Linked DNA regions of Mus musculus: all the other regions are linked to region 6. A link is a contact called in public Hi-C and promoter capture Hi-C data. All regions are on one chromosome and are shown on one strand. Each heading gives the region's core, a stretch centred on a gene start, on an enhancer-like site or on the middle of the called end of the contact. The rest is flanking DNA. Distances are from core to core; before and after follow the strand shown.

What was found. Promoter capture Hi-C pulls out the DNA fragments that hold promoters and counts their contacts. Hi-C and Micro-C count contacts between places; a contact is called where the count stands out from the background.
Region 1: a promoter capture Hi-C map of liver shows a contact between it and region 6, with 2.6 times the contacts expected there. The contact joins the enhancer-like site here to the promoter of A530021J07Rik in region 6. A contact is called at or near these places in 13 of 39 promoter capture datasets (the HPC-7 cell line, HPC-7-derived erythroid cells, cranial neural crest and 7 more), 2 of 15 datasets of contacts at CTCF or cohesin (large pre-B cells and pro-B cells), 3 of 484 Hi-C or Micro-C datasets (cerebellar granule neurons and uterus) and 3 of 9 other capture datasets (embryonic stem cells, embryonic tail and macrophages).
Region 2: a contact with region 6 is called in a promoter capture Hi-C map of embryonic stem cells, with 5 times the contacts expected there. The contact joins the enhancer-like site here to the promoter of A530021J07Rik in region 6. A contact is called at or near these places in 10 of 39 promoter capture datasets (the C10 cell line, the HPC-7 cell line, cranial neural crest and 5 more), 1 of 484 Hi-C or Micro-C datasets (bone marrow-derived macrophages) and 2 of 9 other capture datasets (embryonic stem cells and macrophages).
Region 3: a promoter capture Hi-C map of stem cell-derived epiblast-like cells shows a contact between it and region 6, with 3 times the contacts expected there. The contact joins the enhancer-like site here to the promoter of A530021J07Rik in region 6. A contact is called at or near these places in 15 of 39 promoter capture datasets (the C10 cell line, the HPC-7 cell line, cranial neural crest and 9 more), 11 of 484 Hi-C or Micro-C datasets (cardiomyocytes, cerebellar granule neurons, cerebellum and 6 more) and 1 of 9 other capture datasets (embryonic stem cells).
Region 4: a contact with region 6 is called in a promoter capture Hi-C map of embryonic stem cells, with 3 times the contacts expected there. The contact joins the enhancer-like site here to the promoter of A530021J07Rik in region 6. A contact is called at or near these places in 6 of 39 promoter capture datasets (the 3T3-L1 cell line, cranial neural crest, embryonic stem cells and 2 more).
Region 5: a contact with region 6 is called in a Hi-C map of CD4 T cells, with 1.6 times the contacts expected there. The contact joins the enhancer-like site here to the promoter of A530021J07Rik in region 6. A contact is called at or near these places in 2 of 39 promoter capture datasets (liver and pre-B cells), 1 of 484 Hi-C or Micro-C datasets (CD4 T cells) and 1 of 115 datasets of contacts at active chromatin or transcription factors (thymic regulatory T cells).

Annotation. Positions count from the first base shown.
Region 1 is chr7:82,721,579-82,724,294 of GRCm38.p6, forward strand. All of the region lies in intron 15 of Efl1 (elongation factor like GTPase 1), which reads left to right. Among named protein-coding and RNA genes, the nearest start is that of 4933406J10Rik, 33 kb to the right of the region's middle. Within about 2 kb of position 1,328, at least 23 of the 459 cell types and tissues checked have an H3K27ac peak or open chromatin away from gene starts, as enhancers often do. A contact at or near this core is called in liver, pro-B cells and uterus, where this site is marked.
Region 2 is chr7:82,697,832-82,700,531 of GRCm38.p6, forward strand. Efl1 (elongation factor like GTPase 1) reads left to right here. Exons shown (of 20, transcript NM_175317.3): 15 at 48-186. Among named protein-coding and RNA genes, the nearest start is that of Efl1, 51 kb to the left of the region's middle. Within about 2 kb of position 1,335, at least 9 of the 459 cell types and tissues checked have an H3K27ac peak or open chromatin away from gene starts, as enhancers often do.
Region 3 is chr7:83,539,787-83,542,486 of GRCm38.p6, forward strand. It overlaps Gm10610 (a long non-coding RNA gene), which reads right to left. Exons shown (of 2, transcript XR_140845.5): 2 at 1-2,700. Among named protein-coding and RNA genes, the nearest start is that of Gm10610, 9.5 kb to the right of the region's middle. Within about 2 kb of position 1,420, at least 8 of the 459 cell types and tissues checked have an H3K27ac peak or open chromatin away from gene starts, as enhancers often do.
Region 4 is chr7:83,458,435-83,461,160 of GRCm38.p6, forward strand. No RefSeq gene overlaps it. Among named protein-coding and RNA genes, the nearest start is that of Gm29976, 77 kb to the left of the region's middle. Within about 2 kb of position 1,262, at least 15 of the 459 cell types and tissues checked have an H3K27ac peak or open chromatin away from gene starts, as enhancers often do.
Region 5 is chr7:82,771,967-82,774,666 of GRCm38.p6, forward strand. Efl1 (elongation factor like GTPase 1) reads left to right here. Exons shown (of 20, transcript NM_175317.3): 19 at 491-675. Among named protein-coding and RNA genes, the nearest start is that of 4933406J10Rik, 18 kb to the left of the region's middle. Within about 2 kb of position 1,390, at least 46 of the 459 cell types and tissues checked have an H3K27ac peak or open chromatin away from gene starts, as enhancers often do. A contact at or near this core is called in thymic regulatory T cells, where this site is marked.
Region 6 is chr7:83,147,201-83,149,900 of GRCm38.p6, forward strand. It overlaps A530021J07Rik (Riken cDNA A530021J07 gene), which reads left to right and starts at 1,270. Exons shown (of 5, transcript NM_177895.3): 1 at 1,270-1,500; 2 at 1,904-2,003. The coding sequence starts at 1,444.

The DNA of each region.
Region 1 (2,716 bases), core at 78-2,577, 430 kb before region 6:
ATACATGTAAAATAGATAGGCCTACTGATACTGTTGCTTATGCTACTGAAAATGTGAAGGGAAACACTGTTTGGAACAAGAGTAAAAGTCTCCTGGTTCTGCTTGACAACTCTTTAGTATTTATACCATTCAGTGGTACAAGATCATCTGATAAGTGGCAAAGAATCTACAGATTCTTATAAGAAATGTAAAGCCTTCCCTCCTTTTTTGGTGGGATATAAAAACTTGCACAGTTGTATAGCACCAGTCACAAACTCCTCACCACTCATAAAACTAGCACAGACAGTTAAAGTTCAGAAGAGAGCCAACTTCATCAGCTAAAGCAAGGAGGCTCATGTAAACCAGACTGGTGTGAAGTGAAAGAAGGCTTGGGGAGAGATTATTCAGTCAGTGTAGGAGGACATTGCATCCATCAGAATCACAGTGGATAGCTGAGGATCAAGAAGAGAGCCAGCTACTGGGCCGCAGTCACTGTGCCCACTCTCCTCTGCTGGCATCCTTCATATGATGGATGAAGTAAGAAACTTGCACCGTGCTCTGAGACCAGCAACGCTTGCTGCCTACAAAAAGCTTCAAAGGACATGATTGTTCTATTCAGAGTTCAAGGACTTTAAACAGCAAAGATCAAGAAATTAACCTTCAGGCTGAGATTTTAGAGAAGGAGACTCAGAATCCTCCTTCGGAGCTGCTCCCTAGCTGAGATTATAGTCACAGCCTCGTAAGGCACTTCTCTCATGAAGATGTGATTCCCACAGGACTGTAATGGAGCTGACAAGTTGCTCATCCTACAGATATGGTAGCCATCACAATTCAAGTACAACCCAGCTCTCACGGGTGTGGTAATGCTAGTATGGAGCCCAGTGTGCTTATAAGCGCACTCTGTTGTCTGCATTCTTGAAGAGAAGTGGCTTACGCCAGTCCTGTACTCATAATCTTCATGTTAGCATGTACACCTCCCTAGTTAGAAGCAAGCTATGGAACAATGTGCAGTGTTGTGACACTTCTGTGTCCTCAGGCTTGTGTCCTCTCAGCCCTGTCAGGAGGTCTCTAAGTTCCCTCTGAGGTGATAACAGACCCTTCCCCCCGCCCCCCATGTGGTACACTTCTCAGTACGTGTTACCGAGAAATGATATGGCTGCCCAGCACCGTGAAGCATTCAGGAGACCACTGAAGAGAGCTTGTCTCCGCCATGAGACAGGAGGCAAGGACTGTAAAGATTGTAGATCAGAAACGGATGCCAAAATGGGAGAAAAACCAAGCCACAGACTGCAGCCCTCAAATAGCTGGAGCCACAAGCTCAGCTCTGGAAAATCTGATTGGCCCTGTAGGACAAAACAGGGGGAGCTGTCAGTTCTCAAGAGCCAGTTGTTAAGTTTCACAAATTTTGCCAGCCAGTTGTTAAACTTGGCTATTTTTAAAGACTAAATTATGCACATTTATTTAATTTTTTTCCCCCAGAAACACAGTCTGTCTCAGGCCCAGGCTGGCCTAAACTTAGACAAGTGTAACTTCCTCAGCCTTCTGAGTGCTGAGATTACTGTAAAATTATATTAAAGTCATTACATTGTATTAAAAACAAAGGCATTAAATACCTAACTAGATCAGACATAGGTGGCTGCTTCTGACTGTAGCAAAACTCCATGACACAAGAGCACACGGAATCTGGAAGCAATTTGCTTGGTGAGAGGGGTTTCAGCCCTGGGTATTTGTTGTGCCCTCCTTGCACAGTGAACGCACGCACACCCCTGTGCTTGCACAATGTGCATGAGGAGACAGCAGAGCTGGGCTTTCCTAGAGTCGAGTACTTTGTGCTAAAACATGATGGTGGTGTTTCAATGACCTTTCCCCTGTTGCCCTTTGACCTCTGACCCTTTGTTTTTTAGCTGGCTGTTAGTTAAAAGTAGGAAGGAGAGAGCCTAGAGGAATTTTTAAGTGGGAAATAAGTAAGAATTGCACATAACAAAGCTTCCAGATACAGATGTGCTCCAGAACTGTGAGGGGGAGCCTGTGCATTGCTACTGAGGCAGATAGGAACTGTTTCCCTTGGAAATGAAAGTACAGCTGCCCTCTAAAAAAGAAAAACCGTGAAGGCTGAAGTTCCAACTACAAAATACACTGGAACTAACACACAGCAGATGTGTTGAAGGTGAGTGTTTTTCTTGAAGACAGCATCTCACTGTGTAGCTCTGACTGATCCGGAACTCACTCTATAGACTAGGCCACACTAGATGGAACTCAGTGTACCGTCATACCCAACATGGCCTGTATTCTTTTACTGTTCTCATTTACTGATAAAAAGCTTCTTTTTTTTTTTAATGTGTGTTGAAGATACTCAGCTTTTATTAAGTACTTTGAATTACTTTTTCAGTTTTCTACTCATATTCTTGTGTATTGTAGCTTTTGCCAGAGAGGTTAAAAAAAGAAGAAGAACAATTAATGGATAGACCTAGAGCTAGAGCTGTATGATAGAGCCTTGTCTAGGATGCATAGGAAAGGAGAGAGTGAGAGGAGACAGGGAAAGGCAAGAAAGAAAGGCCCTCCCCTCCCCTCCCCTTCCCTCCCCTCCTCTAGAGAACCATAACTCGCACTGTGAACAGCTCCAGATATATTGCTACTGCTCAGCCTGCCCGAGTGCTTATCTTCATTTATTGTATGAAGTCTAGGTCCATATTTTTTTCTGAAAATGCACTCTAACCAATGATTGGGAAATGGGCAC
Region 2 (2,700 bases), core at 85-2,584, 450 kb before region 6:
GGCGCTATAGTGTCTTACCTCATGGTTTCCATTGTTTTCCCTGGCAGGTTCCACTAGGCTTCTCAGCTCCACTAGAGGACCTCCCTCCTGTGCCCCACATGGCGTGCTGTACTCTGGAGAACCTGTACCTTCTGATGGGAAGGGAGCTGGAAGATCTGGAAGAAGTCCCCCCAGGAAACGTGCTGGGTAGGGCGCTGCTGGGTACTCTGCTCACTCCAGCCTTAAAGGCTGTCCAACATGGCGTGGGGTGCTTAGTGACATTTTTAAAGAGAATGACCTGCCTTTTTTCATAGTTATTTTTTTTTTCTGGAGTCTTTAACTTAGTATAATTGAGTCACCACCTTGTGAGTCAGTAACATGGAGATCTAGTTCAAACCTGTAGGTGCTGTTTAAGTAAACTGTGACGCCTATCTTAAGTGGGGGTTCCATTTGTTTAGAAGCAAAAAAAAAAAAAAAAAAGCTTACTCATATAAAGTCAGTGTAGGTGACCAAATGCTTCTTGTTCTACAGGTTTGATTCTAATTTTTGGAAACTGTTTTGACATGAAGGACTGTTTAAACTTATTTCTTTTCTCCTCATCCCACCCCAAATGCTTCTTCCTATTGAGAATTGCTTCTCTAACAGTAATTGATAGATACTAATTGTCCTGTCAATGTTGTGCCTTTTCCCTTGCCTGATTCCTGCCCCTTAGTGCTGCTCTTGAGACAAGTTCTTCATCAGAACCGGGACATGGAGTGCTCTGTCCCATTGTGTCTTTCAGTTCTGAGCCATGGCATCCTTGTCAGCTGTAAAGCTGTTCATTCAATAACTGCTTAGATGAAAAAGTCTCATTAAATAAAGAATATTGGTCTAGAATAGCTACTGGTTTGCCTGAATTTTGTGGGCCCTGATCCAAGAAATTTGCCAAAACATTTTGTCATGCTTCTGCTGAGATATATTTTTAAAGTTTATAATTATTTTGACATGGAATTAGTAGAATTCCTACCTTCCCTATTCCCTATTTTGTTTCTATTTCTTTGGAAAATGCCACTAAACTTCTGATTTAGCTGGCGATTGATCTGGCTTTGTGAGTAGCCATAGCCAACTTCATTAGAACTGCAGGAGTACGGGAACACCCTGTCTCTGCTCCTACGCCCTCCTTGGGGTTACTATGGCTTGGACCCCTTTGTGTCTTAAATGGCCCTGTAACCTAGAGTTGCTCAGCATATGTCCAGGGAAAGAAAGCCGCTCTGTGGTGTGGACAGCATGGGCGACCTTTTTGAGGCTGCCTTGCCTAAGGCTCGGTGTGTTGTCTTCTCCAGTACAGCTGGTAGGAGCATGGCAGGCAGTGGTTTGTGGTTTTCTTCTGGGTTTCTAGATACTGTCCAAGTCTGTGGTTACATGTCCTTAGAAGGTCTGAAACCATCTCTTTTTCATCCATCTCTCAAGGGAGCCATGGTTCTGCCCTCTGCTATGGGAAGAACTACTCTGAGGTAGAACATTTCATGTCTTCATGAGGAAAATAGACATATACCTCCCTCTTCTAAAGCTTGTGGAGGTGGAAGGCGGGTAAAAGTGAGTTAACATTGTTTGTCATTTACCTATGTATGATTCTGCCGAAGGGACACGTTACTTTAAGGCAGAATACATGGAGTGGGAATGCCAGGTATATCCCTGTATGCCTTAGGGTTGTATTTAGCTGCTTAGATCTCAGTCCACAGTCCTTGACTATTTGGCTCTGGTTCTGTGGTGAGACAGAGCATCATGGTGGCAGGAGCATGCGGTGTGAAGTTAGGGCAGCCTGAGAGTAGAGCAGAGTGCCTTACAGATGGGAAGAAGCATAAGTCACGACAGGAAGGTAGAACTCCATGGTCACTACCATAGGGGCCCATCTCCAACCAGGCCCCACCTTCCAGAATTCTACTTCCCAATAGTGAACTGGTCATTGGGTCAGAACCCTCATGATGTGAGAGTCTCTGGAAATTCAGCCCAGGGTATGCTTTATTAAACCTCCAAGACATTTCGAGAGCCACTTAAACAGATCGACCATCCAGCCTGCTAGCAAGGTTTATTTTTTTATTTGTGTATAAAAGGACCTTGCTGGTGACATGTGTATGTAGTCTTGTTTCTTTAATCTGTCATATGCCCTGGTAACTACAAGGGAGGCCAGGATTGAGTGTAGGGATATTTGGGCTATGAATGGTTTTCAGAGGTTGGACTTACAGGGCCAGCCAAACCATCCCCACCCCTCATCTCTTGTTGCCTAACAATTCCTGAGTCCCCTTTGTTAAAGTTATGTTTCTTCACCTATCATCCCCCAAAGGGTCTATGAGTGTAACGCTGGAGGAATTAAAGCCAGGCTAGCCTCTTTGATTTTCCCTCTAAATTGAGGCAGACAGTAATTGTTTCCAAATATCACTGAGGTCCCTGGGTAACCAGCAAGAACAAAGGCACCACGATTCTGCCCATAGTCCCACAAACTAGTTAGATTGGCTTCTAGCCAGGCATGCAACCTTGCTGGGCCTAAAGATTTTCAGATGATTAGAACTAACTGCCACAGTTACTAACATTACTGACAATTCTGTTTCTTGTAGTAGAAACAGAACAGCTCTACTTGTTTTCCAAGATTGTTATCTATGATTCATTTATTATATGTATCATTTAGCCAAAACTTGAAGCACAGAACATTAACTAGCGATATACAAAGTACGTTTTGTTGTA
Region 3 (2,700 bases), core at 170-2,669, 390 kb after region 6:
TATTGCATCCGTCTATAGACTTCCATACAGTGAAATTTTACAAATGTTCTGTTTGTTGTATAAATGTGTGCACTCTTCCATGCCTCCAGGAGCTCCGTAGAAAAATGGGCGACTGTCATTTGTGAATGAATATAAAGGAACTTGTGTGGGATGGGACTCAGAGGCTTAGAGAGGTTGTCTAACAATTGTAAGACCTCAGGTTCAACCCTAGCTCTGATGGGGGGAAAAATGCTATACCTAATTGCATTGACTTATTAATGCTGGATGTGATGGCTCCTGCCTCTAATCCTAGCATCTGAGAGGCTAAGCCAGGCTGTACATAGTCAGGCTCTGTACCTCACAGAGACATTCATGTCCCAGTCTCTCCCTCCAGGTGTCCAGGCCTCTTTTTCTCCCTTCTACAATCTTACCATGGGGGTCCTATGTGTTGCCATGAGTTTGGGGCCAGCTTGAGCTGCATAATGTTTTAGAATAGCCTGGGTGAAAAAAATGAAAACAAAGCTATTTTATGGTTTTAAATGTGTTGACTTGGTGCTTCTATTTTATCTGCCAAAATAGGTCATATATTTTACTGAGTGTCCAAGAATTATACCAGCTTTGAGCCTTTTTGAAAGAGTGGACTCAAGTTTTTGCATTTTTGCTTTCTATCAAGAAGGTGGAATTACCCTCTCCTTACTAATCAAACCTCCCCTTTTGAGGCTAAGCAAGTAGCTGAGGAGGCCTTCCTTTTTTTCAGTTTTGTTAATCACAATATCACCAAAGAGACAGAAGCTCAGGTTCTCCTGACCTGTGTTCTGAGGCAACCATGTGTTTAGTGTGTTAGATGCTTTATGCAAAGTTAGTGGCAGAGAAAGAGAGGTCTTGGTGAAGACGCAAGAAATACTACTCTGGCTCCATTCCCTAGGACCAGGATAGACTGTCTGAACTCAGAGCCTCTTGCATCAGGAGTCAACATTTTATTTTCATGGTCTTTGCCACATTCTGGAACATGAAAGGAAGAGCAAGAGGCTGCCCCTGTGAGATCATGCTAGGGGTGGGGAGAGTAAGGGGAGGTCAAGGGCCTTAGTGATTTCAGAGTCTCCAGTTACAGTTTAAATCCAAATGCTGGACAGAAGAATTATCAGAGCTCAGCCCTCTCCTTGTCTTTCCCAGACACTGCCTCAGCAGAGGGTATAAGATGACTGCTTTTGAAATCACATCCAAAGAAAGTTAACACAAGGCAATCCAAAGCAAACAGGACCTGTACCAAGCTCTCATTGATGGCCTCTCTTTCTTCATTAGAATGTGGACTTTGAAATGTTTAATTTTCTGTGAGATGCATATGGAAACCACCTGGAAACAAAGAATAAGTATGTACATGGGAAGCACGTTGCCCTGACAGCGCTGGTGTACAGCCCTACTACAGTCTAGGGGCTGAAGCAGCACAAAATGCTTTCTCAGTTTTGGATGCTTGAGTTCACAATAAAGCATCAGCAGCCTGCAGGGCAGGGTTCTCAGTCGATTTCTCCTCCTGTCTTATATGCACTTTTAACACCGTGTCCTCACTTGGTCTCGAGGAGGCTAGGTAGGAAGAGAGACAAAGCTCTGGAGGAGGGGAAGGAGGAAGGACAGGAGAAAGAGGAGGGGGGGGAGAGAGAGAGAGAGAGAGCAATTCCGGGAGAAGGAAGGGGGAAGAGAAGACAGAAGAGAAAGGAGAAAGAGAAGGCAGAGGCAAAAAGAAGTAGCCTCATGTCCCTGTTCTGTTAGGGCATCTCTCTTAGAACATCACTTAACCTGAACTGACTCTGTTAAGGTCCTCTAAACAAGATGCTCGCAAGACTCTAACACACAGATTTGGGGAGGGCACAGGATGCAATCGACTGCCTAATAACAATGAATCTGCTTGAACACAAAGTGCTTTGGCTTGTTCTGGGTGCCATCATAAAATACCAAAGATTGAGTGTATTACCCAACATAGATTTATTCTTGGCAGGCTTCAAGTCTACAGTTATTGTGCCAGGAGGATTAGTTTTGTTTGAAGCTTTGTTTCTTAGTGTTATGGTTTGAATCTGAAATGTCTGTCCCAGCCTCCTCTTTCCCCTGATGGGGTGATTTCAGGTGATTCCCAGAGCCTTGGGAAGATGGGCCTGCATGGAAGGAGTCGTCACAGGGGGTAGGTTATTGTGGGTGTGCTATCCGTGCCAACTTCCTGTCATGCTTCCTGGCCCACTGTTATGTGAAAAGCCTCTACCACATACTCTGCCAACATGATCTCAGCTACTCCACTGTCTTCTCCCCAACACTATCGACTGAGACCCTCTGTCACATAACAATAGTCACAGTGCTATAAAAGTAATTAATACACTAGAGTTGTTTTGTGACTTTTCCTGGGGAGACATGAACAAATCTCTATTCCCCTTAGATAGCCCATCAATAACAGATCAAAGAAAGAACCCCACCTATTAGCTTGGTGACAGTGAGTTCACTGCAGTTTAACTACAGGAGCATAGACCTCTCAAAAGCAGCTTCACACTGGAAAGCCATCCAAACTTGAGTGACAGCTTACAAAACCATATCCCTGAAGTGAACTGAACTGGAGGTCAAAGCCACTGAAGAGTCTCGTCTCCCTAGCAATCCCCAGCCGTTGTTTACTATATTTATGACATGGAGCCCTGGGAATTCTCTAAACTTCCGAGCTTCTGAAGTTCAGTTGACTTCCAG
Region 4 (2,726 bases), core at 12-2,511, 310 kb after region 6:
GTGATTGCCCTATGTCAGTGTTTACATAGACCCCTGACAGATTACACATACATATTCTTGGGTTTTTTGAAGATCTATTTGATTCTTGATTGAGTGTATATGTATATGGGTATGTGAATGTATACTTGCATACACACAGAGGCCAGAAGAGAGGATGAGGTCCCTTGGAGCTGGAGTTAAAAACCATTATCAGAAACCACATATAGATGCTGGAAACTAGACTCAGGCCCTCCACAAGAGCAGCAAGTGCTCTTAACCGTTGAGCCATCTCATAATCCCAAATACACATCTATTATTATTTTGATCATTAAATATGAGTGACAGAAATGGTAGGAAAGTTCAACTAGTTACAAGCTTGTAGGATTAAGGATCCAATAACTGGTAGCATTAAACAAACAATCAACCATCACAAATGGAATCATGGAATGTGTGTGTGTTTTGCCAGGTTTTCTTTTAACATCTTCAACATAGTAGTCAGTCACCTGACCCAGTGCCCTCATTTCTCCAGTTTTGACTTCTCTCTAGTTTTTTTTTTTTAACCTGTTTGCTATACAAAAGTGACTACTATCCCTGTTTGAGTGTCTGTTCTCATTATGCATTATATGTATACCTTCTCTCTACCTGTTCCTAAGTTATTGCTACAATTAATTCTGGATGCTCTAAGAAAGTGATGGCAAACACTGGTGAGAAACTGCCATGTCTTGATATCCCACACCTCTGCAGTTGTAACTGCAACAGGTCCTGGATCTCCTTGGGGCCTTTCTTAATTGCATTGTGTTCTGAAGAAATTTTAGTTTAATGCACTTACTTTTAGTGCTTTATATGTTTTCCTAGAACAGAAAAGGTGTACAGATGCTTGCCTTTTATTGTGTTCATAGATGGAGGAGTAGAAAGCAAAGAAGAGAAGGGGGGAGGAAGAAGAAAATGGAAAAGATAGCAGCTCGGTGGATATGCTCAGATTGCTGTCAGTGTGAGCTTGCCAAAATTATAAAAACAACATAGCTTCCCAGGTAGATGGTTGAAAGTCACCTCTTCTTCCTGTTACCCAAGACCTGCATTCAAAACTAAAACTCTCAGAACCTCAAATGCAACCATCTTTCTTCTCTGTCTTCCCTTTTATTATAATTTTTTGAAGACAATTATTTATATATTAGTCACGAGCATTTCTTCACAGAATGTGACATAATTGGTAACTCCGTAAAGGCATGGGAATTTTCTCTTGTCTGCAGAGCTAAAGCTCCTCATAACGAGAAACACATGTGTGGATTTTTTTAAAAGCTATGTCTAGACTTGGGATCTTTCCCAGGAGAGCTTCCAGGTGTTTGTCTAAGCAGAAAAGGCCAAATTACTACATTTTTGGAGGCTGAGAACCAGGAAGGACATAACAAAAGTATAAATATGACTGGACAGCCTCATAATTCTAAAATGAATTTGGAAACTGGAGAGTCTTGAGTGAAATGAATATGCAGGAGCTCTGGTTTTAGAGTTAATGTGAATTTCTGTTGGTTAATCTCCAGTCCATGGTGGTGTTCTTCGGTCTCTTTGCTCACTTGCTCTTTCTGTCTCCTGGTCAATGAAAATCATCGTCTAACATGGTACAAATGTTCAGGGCAGGCCTGTGAGCTCAAATCACACATCTTTAACATAATGAATTGCACTGAGTCAATGCTACATTCAAATCATAATGCTCACTTAAATCCTAATTCAGAAAAACCCAAATGCTAACTCACTATAGTAAGATGACTCAAAATTTCTCCTTTTTTTTCTTGGATATATAAGCTAAATTCTTCAAAATTCTTAAACAGTAAGTTTGCCCTAAGTCTGAACACTGAATATGCCCCTGGTGGTTTGGGGCTGGCTGAAGTGGCAGGTAGTATAGATTATAGCCCTGCCCCACTTTCTGCTTCCTGAGCCATGAAGAAGTAATTAAGTCTTGCCTCAAGTCCTTTGGATTTAGCTGCCTCAGCAGACAAGCTTTCTTGGCCACAATAAGCTGATACACCTTAAACTGTGAGCCCAAACCTCTCTTTTCTTTAAGTAGGCTCTGTCAAGTGCTTTGTCACAGTTAGAAAGTAACAAACACACCAGCAGGGATTGACCAGTGGCCCTTCACTCCAATTCTATCTTCTCCACTTCTACCCAGATGATTTCAAGATGGGTTCTTCAAGAAGGAAGGATACTGGAACTCTTGTGAAGGGAAGGGACAACAAGAGCCTTTCCTTTTCTGTGAGTTGTCCTTGCAGCTGTCATCTCAGTAATGGCTCCCCTCCTCCATGGCAGTACTCAGCTTTGGATGCCAGCTTCCTTCAGGACTCTGAAGAGCTACACCATCACAGACTTGCAGAGTGCTCTGCCACAACATTAACTGTCACCCTGGTCAGAGGCCTTGGTTGCAGCCATATGGGCCTTACATCTATGCTTCATGTTCCTACAGCTCCAAGTGCATTCCTTTCCCCAGTTCTATGGGTGACCACTGTTTTGTATTGCGCATGTTTGTATGTACATGAATTTCCTCCTTTGCTGTTTCCTTTCATTCAATACTCCAATTCAAAAGTAACTCTCTTCCCAATATTAAATGGCCTCAGTTGGAAGCCATTTATATTTATATTTTTATGACTAAACCCTAAGCAATTCTAACATTACATTAGTCCTGAGGGGCAGACCAGATGGGGTTCTGTTTTGTGAATCTTCATGCATTTTATCACCAATACCACTTTGCAAAGTCT
Region 5 (2,700 bases), core at 140-2,639, 380 kb before region 6:
CAAGCCCGAGTCTGCATCCGACCGAGACGCACCATCCCGGCTTCCGTGCGTCTCGCTGTCCCCGGGTCTGTGTCTGTCAACCTCCCAAATAAAAAAAAAATAAAAAATAAAAAAAATGCCATTCATTGTCAATTGCTTGGTTTCTGAGCTCAAATGGTCTCTTAACACCATTTTGGTCATCGTATTAAAAATAGTGACTGAAGCATTTAAATAGTTATAGGAATCCAGTCACACTTTTCTCATTGGATTTCATGCCCAGAGATAATTCTGCTTGTAATTCCAGAGGCCATACCTCTCACACTGCATGGTGGGGGTTGTCACTGGGGGGCACATTTTGGACTCTTGTTATCTTTTATATGCATTTTTTTCTAATTTTGTCCTTTTAATTAGCAGTTAAATATTCATGGTATCATTACTAAGCATGCAAATTGTTGTGGCTTTGGGTCAAGTTGTGATCGGTGGGTGAACTTAAGGAGTTTTGGTTTTGTAGGCCGAGTCTATGCCGTGCTGTCAAAGCGAGAAGGTCGAGTGCTTCAGGAAGAGATGAAGGAAGGGACGGACATGTTCATCATCAAGGCTGTGCTGCCTGTAGCGGAAAGCTTTGGCTTTGCGGATGAGATCAGGAAGAGGACCAGCGGACTGGCCAGCCCACAGCTGGTGTTCAGCCACTGGGAGGTGAGATGCAGCCCCACCTTCCCGAGAGCCAGGCAGAGGCTACGTGAAGCTGGCTGTTACTGGCATGGGGCCCAGGCAAGGGGCCTGTGAAAGCCAGCTCACAGCACCAACCCAACGAGCACTCTGTCTATAACGTAAATCGGAGTTACAGGGCATTTAGTCCATTCTTCTCTTGCTGCAGACATACGTTAAGTTAAAGAAAAATGACAGCACTTTTGAATGTGAAACTCGAACGCTTTTCCCTTGGGGGTAGGAGGATGGGGAGAGATTCTTCCAGCATCAAGGGGAGAACTCTTGAAGGGAGATCTGCAGTTTGTCTTTATAAGCTCCTGCTCACCACAGCCTTTCCTTGACCACAGCATGGAGTCAAGCACACAGCAAATTTTTGTGCAGTCACAAAAGGACACTCAGTAGGTGCACTGCAGGGAAGAGAAGGGTGTTGTTAGTACCGTGTTCTGAGTGTGTGGGAGGCATGGGGTAGGCCTTCCTTAAAGGAGACTTAGCCATTAACTAGCAGCGAGAACACTCGGCCAGGAAAACTGAGGAAGGAAAAGCCTAAAGCCCAAGAGAGGCTGTCTCAAAACAGCAGTGCTTTCTTGTTTGTAGGAAACCTCGGTAATTCTAGCTCCCTCCTTCCGCGATAGAGTGTAGCCTGGGAGTGTTACTGTCTGCTGGGCTGGTGGTTACGTGCTGTCTCTGCTGCTTACTGGGACAGTGCAGAGACTTCACTTCTGGGATAATTTATGTGGAGCCACCACCTCGAGCCCTGTGTTGTAGGCTTTGCTGCTGGCCAGGGCTCCTTTCTATGTCTGCACTTCTCTCACTTCCTGCAGCTTGATGGCGTTCTTTCTCTAGAATTCTTTAAACACAGAGCTTACATTTACACGATTAGTGAAAAATGGAAATAATTGAGGCAGACCTTTCTCTTTAAACTGTGATCAGCAAAGTAAGAAGTAAGACTTTGAACAGGCACATCTGCTTTAATTCAGTAGTCCCTGTCACCTGGATAGGTGTATGCAGTTTCCAGCCCAGAGCGCTGGGTGTCTGCTTTCCCCATGAAAGTCCAGTCCATGATGCTTGATAGAACCAAACAGTGCTCACACTTAGCTGCATCTCTTTAGTTAGCATGTTTTACAGTCACTCAAGATTTCTCTTGACTTTTACACTTTTGAATGCTAAATGATGTTCTGATGAGTTCCTTCATTGCCTTTTTACCAAGTAGCCTTCATCTTTGTTTCTCATTGTGTCGAAAACATCTAGGGCACTGTTAACCTTCAGCTTATAGTTAACCATTTCCTGTTTATCCAAAATTCTAGCCTTTGAGCTTGGGTTTGGTTTCTTACATCAAACACGAAGCAGTAAAAGAAAGAAGTAGATTTTAAGTGGCAGTGCCTGGAGGGCAGGAGCTCTGCTGGGGTCCTGGGGTCCTAGTGGCCGGTATGTGGTGACTGGGCTGTGCACCTAGACACTGTCTGTGACTGAGTGAGACGATTCTGCTTCTGGGTAGTGACCTTGAGAGGTGCTGCCCCGGTCTCAGTGGTGCTGCCCTTGCTGAGCGCAGCTGTCAGAACTCAGCCTTCTGACATCATAGATGACAGTCATCCAGCTCACAAGGCTGGCCTTGGTCAACACTGGCACAGGAAAGTGGGTTATAGTGTCTCTGATCTAACAGAGGGTATTGGGTACATAAGGCCTGGGACTTTCTATAAACAGAGCCTTAAGTAAGCCTTCAGAGCTGTTACACTGTCATTGTCATTGGATGAGCAATCTATCATATATTTTATTTTCATTTTAAAAGCTCATGAAAGGACCAAGGTATGAATAAGTTTCTCAGGTTGGCTATGCAGCCACAGCTGGTTTTGGATCCCCGACCCTTCCGCCTTCCCTCCTCAGCTAATAAGGTTATATGTTTACACCACCAGGCCTGACCAGAAAAAAAATATATACTGAGTCTTCCTTTGAAACTTATTTTATTGAGTCTCTTTAAATTTGTATGAATGGGTCTAGAAAGAAGGCTCAGGGGGT
Region 6 (2,700 bases), core at 20-2,519:
CCATTTTTTAGGACATGTACTTGAATTCCATTCTCCTTACAAAACGTTAAATCATCTTTGGCCTTAGCCAAAACTTAGATCTACATTACAGGTGTGAATTGTTCAGCTTATTTGGCCTCATTATCAGGAACTGCTTTGATGTCTGTACTGTTAGTGAGGCTGGGGTGAAGTGGGGTGGGTGATTGTTCTTAGTTAGAGGTTTTATGGGTGTAGTAAAATATCATGACCATAAACAACTTGGGGGAGGAAAAGATTTATTTTGGCTTACACTTCCACATCATAGCCAATCATCAAAGGAAGTAAAGGCAGGAACACAAGGCAGGAACTGAAGATGAGATCATGGAGGGATGGTGCTTACTGGCTTGATCCCCAAGGCTTGATCAGCCTGCTTTCTTATAGAACCTAGGACTACCAGCTCAGAAATGTCACCACACACAATGGGGTGGGCCTTCCTACATCAATCACTGATTAAGAAAAATGCTCTATAGACCTGTTTATAGCCCAATCTTCTAGAGACATTTTCTCAATCAAGGCTCCCTCTCCTCCAGTACTCTAGCTCATGTTAAGTTGACATAAAACCAGCCAACATACCTTGCATGACAGCTCTGTCTTCTGGTTGGCAATCATGCTTAGCTTCCCTCCTTCCTCTACATCAGCCTTTTCCCTCTGTCTTAGCTCTGAGGAAAGCGTCACTTCCATGCTTTCTGTTAGGGTAGATCACAGCTGCTTCCATTTCCCTCCTTTCCATGTTTCTGGTCCTTCATATCTTCCTTCTGCCCCCCACACCTCCACCTCCACCCCCATCGCCTTCTCTGTGGTCTGTGGTTGCATATAAGTCTCCTGAAAACAAGAAGAAGGAAACAGCAATCACCTTCCACTACCTCAACTGTGCCACACAAGTAGCTGTATCTCGGACCCTTTTACTCAAGTAATAATATGGCTCACACCTTCCCTATCCAATCCTTTCACAAGTTCCTGCTTGTTTGCATCCACTGAACCTGCTAAGGCAAACGATGACCAAGTTTGTAAATGCCATTACTAATTGTAAAGTCGCAAGCCATTCTTAACCCTCTTGCTGTGTTTGGCACATATGAACACTCCCAACTTGACATTTCTTTCTTGTGGCTTTGCCATCACTAGTGGGTGGTTGAGACTGTGGCCTGGTTTCTTTTGTTTCAGCAAGCATGCATACCCCTTTTGAATGAGAGTGTGTATATGAAACGGTCTGCTCCAATTCTTTTCTGCTTTCCATTACTTTAACAAGCACTTGAGACAAACATCTTTAAAAAAGCGTAGACATCTGGTTCAGCTCCTGTTTCAGAGGTTTCAGCACTGATCATTTGGATTTGCTTTAGCCTGCAGCAGCACAGGCTGGGTGGTGTGGGGTAAATATGTTCTTCTCTCGGTAGACTTGGCTGTGATGTGTCTGTCTTCTTGTGTACCATGGACTCTGCCTCTGTGGACCAGAAAGTACTTGTTCAAAAACTTTGTCTCTGCTTGGTATGTATATATTTTTCTTCTTTTTCTCTAATAAATGTAATCTCTCTGCGTGCATAGAATTTATATCCTGCCAGGCACTGGCATTAATCTAGATATGAGCTAAAGGGCAGAGAGGGGTGATGTGTGTGGGTTATATGCAAAAGGATACAGCAATTCCCATAAGAGGCTTAAGCATCCCCTTGGGGCTTTGGGACCGATTTGTCATAGATACTGAAAAACTGACTATGATGTATTTCTTTGTTTTAAGAATTCTTTTTACACTTTTATATACTATTTAATTCTGTTTAGAAAATGTATTTAGAATGGCAAAAGGCACTTTCAGGCCTCTGTTTCTTCTTACAAGCATTTTTTAAAGCTTCCCTTTTCTCTTAAACACAATTATTCATTTATTGTATGTTGACAGGAGGAACACAGGCACACACATCAAAAGGACAAAGAAACTCATAGGAGTCAGTTCTCTCCTTCTACTATGTGGATTCTGAGGCTTGAACTCAGGTCATCAGGTTTGTCTGCAAGCCCCTTTATTCAGTTAGCCAGCTTGCTAGCCCTCTCTTCTTTTTGACTGTGTTTGTTTTGTTTTGTTTTGTTGTTATATTGGACTTCCTTATTTTGTACTTCATGTTTACTTTACTATTCATCCTTTTAAAAAAGATTATTTCTTTTATTTTCAGATTATAATTTTATCATTTACTCTCCCTTTTCCCTCTAAGACTTCCCACATGCCCTCCTTGATCTCTTTCAAATTTATGGCCTCTTTTTTATTTTTTTAATTAGATATTTTCTTTATTTAAATTTCAAATGTTATCCCCTTTCCTGGTTTCCCCTCCGATAACCCCCATCCCCTCTCCCTCCCCCCCTGCTCACCAACCCACCCATTCCTCATTCCTGGTCCTGGCATTCCCCTACACTGGGGCTTAGCGCCTTCACAGGACCAAGGGCCTCTCCTCTCATTAATGACTGACAAGGCCATCCTCTGCTACATATGCAGCTGGAGCAGTCGGTCCCTCCACATGTACTCTTTGGTTGGTGGTTTAATCCCAGGGAGCTCTGGGGTTACTGACTGGTTCATATTGTTGTTCCTCCTATAGGGCTGCAAACCCTTTCAGCTCCTTGGGTCCTTTCTCTAGCTCCTCCATTGGGGATCCTGTTCTCAGTCCAATGGTTGCCTGAGAACATCCACCTCTGTATTTGTCAGGTACT